Linked DNA regions of Sus scrofa: region 1 is linked to region 2. Evidence: chromatin contacts called from public Hi-C data. All regions are on one chromosome and are shown on one strand. Each heading gives the region's core, a stretch centred on a gene start, on an enhancer-like site or on the middle of the called end of the contact. The rest is flanking DNA. Distances are from core to core; before and after follow the strand shown.

Region 1 (2,755 bases), core at 37-2,536, 44 kb after region 2:
TGTTTTGATGCTTCATCTGCAAATGTTAAGGGAGATCTTAGAAGGTACTAGTTGCCAAGGACAACCTACAAAGGTAAATGCCATTGCTGGCATCCAATCCCCTGGCAACTCAAGGTCCCAGATGCAAGGCCTAAATTAATAAACAACTCAGTAATAAAATTCTCTGTAATCTTTGGGAGCCAAAGATCGACCTCAGAAAATATTCTTTATACTTAATTTGTTGATGTTTTTGGTGTGTACATTATCTACTACAAAACATTTGCAATCCATTTATGTTAGTTGGGTTTCCCTTATCATGAAAACTTCCTGATTTAAGCATCCTGAGAGAGATAAGGAAACAAAGGATTAAGGTATTTCCCTGATGATTTTATTCCTAGTTGAAGAGAGCAAACATGGAGAAAATAAGTTAATGAGTAAATACGTTCCTCTGTTTAACTTAAATGTTTTAATCTGTGTTACTCTGGTTGTAGAAGAAACAGAGTTTTAAAGGGATTAATCACAGTGAGCTAGAAGAGTTAGGGGAAAAAAAGGGAAGAGGTGAAAAATAAGGATGTTAGGTACGATGGGGCCTGATACTTTACTGGTCTGGCTTCTCTGGAACAACCCCAGCTTGAAATATTTTGTATTGTTGCCTCCGTGAGAAGCACTGGAGTTCAAAAATTTAGCAGTGACTACTATAATAGTTAAGGATATAAATTACTCCGAAGACTATGAATACAAAAGGTTATCCAATTTGAGCAAAAAGAACTTTACAGTTTCTATTTATTAAACTAGTTATTACTGAGCACTTGATGTGCCAAGTACTTCATTTAGCGGCCTGAGCTGGCCAGGCAGGGTTCCCGCCTTCACCGAGCTTACTTCTATTTAGGGGATGTTAACCTTCGAGGAGCCGAATCACTACAATACCTACTGAACAACTATTGTGTGCTGGGTACTGCCCTAAGCCGCCTTCGCAAGCCATCTCATTTATTTTATTCTATTTTTTAAGCCATCTCATTTAATCACCAACAACCCTATAAAGCTACCACCTAGGATTTCCAGTTGTGTCTTTGTGGGGCACCTCATCTACCACAGGTCCCTATGACAGAAGGTGCAAAACATTCTCCAAAAACATGCGGCAGGCCCCTCCTGAGGAGGCCTCGCGCCAAAGGAGGAAGCTCCGCCCCGGCGCCGCTCTAGGGCGCGGCGGATCTCCCAGGCGACTGGACGCTGCCCGTCGCGTGGTTGCGGCAGCTCCGCCCCTCTTCCGGGCGCCCTTGGCCCCACGCTCCCCTTCTGCGCATGCGTAGCACACTGACTCCGCCTCCACAGCGTAGCGGTCGGAGCCATTTCGCCGCCGCCTCGGTGCGAGTGGTGGTGCGCTCGTCTGGTCTCCGTCGCTAAGGCCCGAGCCAGGGACGTTCCTGAGAGAGCTGTGCTCTCGGGCACAAAGAATCGGACTCCGGTAAGGGGAAGACGTCTTTGTTACCGGTTGGGACGGCGTAGGCCCCGGGGTTCTGCAGCGGGTCTTTGTTGCCTGGAGCTGGCGGCGGTGGCGGGTGGGGGAGGGGAGAGCCGCCTCGCTGGGTTCCCGGATTGCGGGTTGCGTGCTGCTTGCGACGCCGCTCCGCGCTTGCGCTGCCTGAGGCCGCCATTTGGCCCCCAGTTATTCGCGGAGGCAGGCCTAGTTTCGTCTCCGGAGCGGCCAAACCCCACTTCCTCTTCCAGCCTGCGCTTGGCGGTGGCGCTGTCGCCGTAGAGTGAAAGGGACTGAATCGGCCCGGGGTGGGGGGAGCTAAGCCCGCCAAACCGCCGCCCACGCTTAGGGCCCTTCGTTCGTCCACGCAGGCCTGCGTGCCGAAAATAGCGGGTGGTACCCTGCGGCCTCTGCGGATAGAGCAGAAAACAGGCTAGGCACAGTCCTTGCTCTTTTCTCTCAGAGGTTGGGGTCGTGGTGGGGGTGGGGAGCCGTGTGGAAACAAGTGCTGGTTTCGGTAAAAAAGCTCTTGGAGGATTTAGTGTAAAGGAAGGGCGCCATTTCCGGAAGGGTGGCGCGAGGGAAGGCTTTTCGGAGGAGGCAGACATTTGAGCCGACGTCTCGCCCAAAGGGTGGAGATTATCGACTACTAAGATGTGGAAGAAAAGCAGAACTCCCCAGGCGGAGGGGGATTAGTTAGTGTTTACTGGCAGGGATTAGAAAGAAACTGAAAGAAGGCCACGTGACTGGAATGTGGTGAGAAGAATTTAAAAGAAGATTGGATTTTAGCGTGGTTACAAAGGAAATGGGAATTATTTAGGACCTTGTTGCTGAACTCCAGCTGTTGCAGTAGTGGGAGAGGGGAGGGAAGCGAACAGATTGGAATCATGTTTGGAGGCGAAAGTGAGCCTTAGGTCAAGAGTAGATCAGGACTACCTGGGTTGGAATTTTGGGTCCCCCAATTAGAAGCTCTGTCTGTTGAGGCAAATTATTCTTTCTCTCAGTTTACTTACCTGTAATAATGCTTAGCTATACAGTGTCGTGTATGGGTTAAGTGAAGTAGTTGCTGCAATGCTCCTTAACGGATACTGATTGGTACATAATAAAGACTGCAACGGATGGTTATGGAGGATGTTGAGGGACTGGATAAGTCCCAAATGGGTGATAGGAGTAATTTGGTGGATGGTTGTGCCGCCTAAGGAGGTGGGAACACTGGGATTAGAGGGAAGAGGAACAGGTTTAGGGAGGAAATTTAAAATTGTGTTTTAACTGTGATGCCATGTTAGCATTCAGGTGGAT
Region 2 (2,877 bases), core at 47-2,546:
TTATGTCTTACAGCTCAAAAAAATAATAATGCTTCTGTAATTAGTTAAATGGCAAAGTTGGGGGTTGAACAAGGCAATCTGTTTGTAGAATCCAGGCTGTTAACAAGGATGCTTTATTGCTTCTCATTGCCTGTTTGAGATGAGTTCTTGGCTTCTTCTTTTTTTTTTTTTTTTTTTTTTTTTTTTTGGTCTTTTTAGGGCCACACTCGTGGCATATGGAAGATCCCAGGATAAGGTTGAATCAGAGCTGCTGCTGCCAGCCTACACCACAACCACAGCAATGCAGAATCTGAGCCTCGTCTGCGACCTATACCACAGCTTGTGGCAGTGCTGGATCCTTAGCCCACTGAGCGAGGCCAGAGATTGAACTCATGGATGCTAGTCGGGTTTGTTATCACTGAGCCACAGCGAGAACTCCCTTCTTGGCTTTTTTACGGTTATGGGTAGGTACACTCTCGGCCAGGTGGCGAGGGATCCCTTTGCCCCAGAGAGTGTGGCCAGGTTCACTGTCTTAGCAGTGATCTCACCATCTGCGGAAGTCCTCATCCAGCTACCATCTGAACACCTCATTTAATCACCCACATAGTCATCACTTTTTTACTGAACACAAGGTGTCCAGCAGAGCACTCGGTGCAGGGAAAGCAAAGGCAAATGCAGTCTGTTTCTGGCCCTGAGGGAGCTTGGTCTAAGGGTAAAAGAATATTTGTGATGTGGCTTACTAGAGCTGGGAAGAACTGAACAAAACTAGAATATGAAAGATCTTATTAGTGTTATTTAGATCACACTGAAGCCTTAAGACTTAAGAACTGGCTTTAGGGCAGATTCTCCCTTAATGGTATGAAGTTATGGAAAGAGATAAGAATATCCCTTTTCTCCCCCCCCCATATTTCAACCTGAGTAACAGTAATTTTTTATATACTCAACCTCTCTGAGTTAGGTTCATATTCTTTCCTGGGTCTGCTGCTGTTCACCCTTGCTCTTTGAGATTTCAGATTGCTACCATCCCCTACGTAGGTAAAATGGGAGCCCTTTCCAAGGCTGTTTTTCTAGAACAGTTCTCTCTTCTTGTCCCCACCTTTCCTGTCTTTAAAAAAAAAAAAGAGTTTCCTCCTCTCTAGTATGAAGCACTAATGTTTTACATTGTTCTCATTTGCTCTGGGTGTTTGTGTTCTTGTAAGCATTTTTCACAGTTCTAAGCTATGTAGGAATGGACTTTGCCCAGGAGTTTTATCATTAATGACAGTCCTTGAAAGAGAGAATTCCCTTGTATGTTTTCCAGACTTTGTCAGCAGCTCAATGGCCTCCCCGAAGAAGAAACTTCAAGGTCTCGTGGCCGCGACCATCACGCCGATGACTGAGCATGGGTAACTATGGCTTGGGACTAAAGGGCTCTCCCTCCACTGCAGAGGACGGTAGGTCTCTATAGCAGGTTGCTTCGACTTCGCGGCTCTGTGGCACCATTGCCAAGTGGCAGCTTCCGCCAGTCATCCCCCCCTCACTCTCTCTGGCCCCAAGTCAGAGAAGAGATCTCTGCCTCGCAAGCAGTGCAGAAAGAGACAAGGTAAGATATGGCGGCTCACCCTCCTCCCAGTGTCTAGCTCCACAAAGCAAATTCTCCTTGGATTTCATTGGAACCCTGGCCTTCCCACATAAGGCTGGTGGAGTTGGGTGAGGAGAGTCTCATTTTAGCAGGATTTGATGTCAATCTCTGGCCTCTAAACCCTGTCTCCAGACCATTCATAGACATGATGAAAATGTCCTACCCAGAGCAAAGTGGGGAAGGTGGCTGCCAGATGGACACCTTAAGGCATGTTTTACAGTCTCATTTCAACATGGGTTAGGAGTTCCCATTGTGGCTTGGCTGGTTAAGGACCCAGCATTGTCTCTGTGAGGATGCAGGTTCCATCCCTGGCCTCACTCAGTGTGTTAAGAATCTGGCATTGACGCAAACTCCACCATAGGTTGCAGGTGTGGTTTGGATCCAGCGTGGCTGTGGCTGTGCTATAGGCCAGCAGCTGAAGCTGCAAATAGACCCCTGGCCCAGGAACGTCCATATGTCACAAGTGTGGCCATAAAAAGGAAAAAAAAAATTGGTTAAATGTTGGGGAGCAGATGATTGTTGAGAAATCCTTACCCAAGCAGGCATTTTGCCCTCCAGATGAATATTATGGCCATCCTTTTGCTGGTACTCTCAGCTAGTGGTCACATGCCCTGGGTCTCCATCAGCAATAATAGAAGGCCTCCCAGGACATTGCCATTAACCAGGTGGGGAGTCCTCCACCTTCTGGATCTAAATGTTTTTGACCCATTAGAGGAGTCATTCTAACAAAGCAGCCAGAATTCTGTCTTCTTTAAGCTTCCTCTTTCTTCATCTATAAAATGTAATTTTAGTCGTACCTGCATCATGGAGTTATGAGTGTAAAAATGAGATAATCCATATAATAGTACTTAGCACAGGTCAGTATGTACTTAGGTCAATAAGTTTGAACTGTCCTGGTGGCATGAGGCAGCGGTCAAGAGGAGATGAGGTATTTAAGATATCTTTAAGTAAAGCTTTTATGCTTTTGATCTTCCATTGCTGAATTTGTAAACCCTAACCCTGTTCCTTTAAAGCAGATGAAATTTCTTTTTTTTTAGTATTTTCGTTCAAGGTTGGTCATACCACAGTTTTCCCTTAGATCTTCAGATAATCTTCTAACTTCTAATATTCACAAATAATCACATCTTTACTAGGTCTAAATACAATTCTTGCTGAGACGGCATATAAATTACTCAGTGGTTAGTAGCAATTTTTTTTGTTTCCGTTGCTTCTCTGCTTCTGCAAGCCCTAAGAAAAACTGTAGTCAGCTCTTTGTCAGTGTGTCCGCTACTTGTTGG

Evidence for each region. A called contact is a pair of places that touch in the nucleus more often than the background predicts.
Region 1: a Hi-C map of liver shows a contact between it and region 2, with 1.8 times the contacts expected there. The contact joins the promoter of DHX9 here to the promoter of NPL in region 2. A contact is called at or near these places in 1 of 5 promoter capture datasets (fetal liver), 4 of 47 Hi-C or Micro-C datasets (alveolar macrophages, blood and liver) and 1 of 2 datasets of contacts at active chromatin or transcription factors (alveolar macrophages).

The regions. Positions count from the first base shown.
Region 1 is chr9:124,140,643-124,143,397 of Sscrofa11.1, forward strand. It overlaps DHX9 (ATP-dependent RNA helicase A), which reads left to right and starts at 1,287. Exons shown (of 28, transcript XM_021063778.1): 1 at 1,287-1,444.
Region 2 is chr9:124,096,799-124,099,675 of Sscrofa11.1, forward strand. It overlaps NPL (N-acetylneuraminate pyruvate lyase (dihydrodipicolinate synthase)), which reads left to right and starts at 1,297. Exons shown (of 11, transcript NM_214071.1): 1 at 1,297-1,364. The coding sequence starts at 1,297.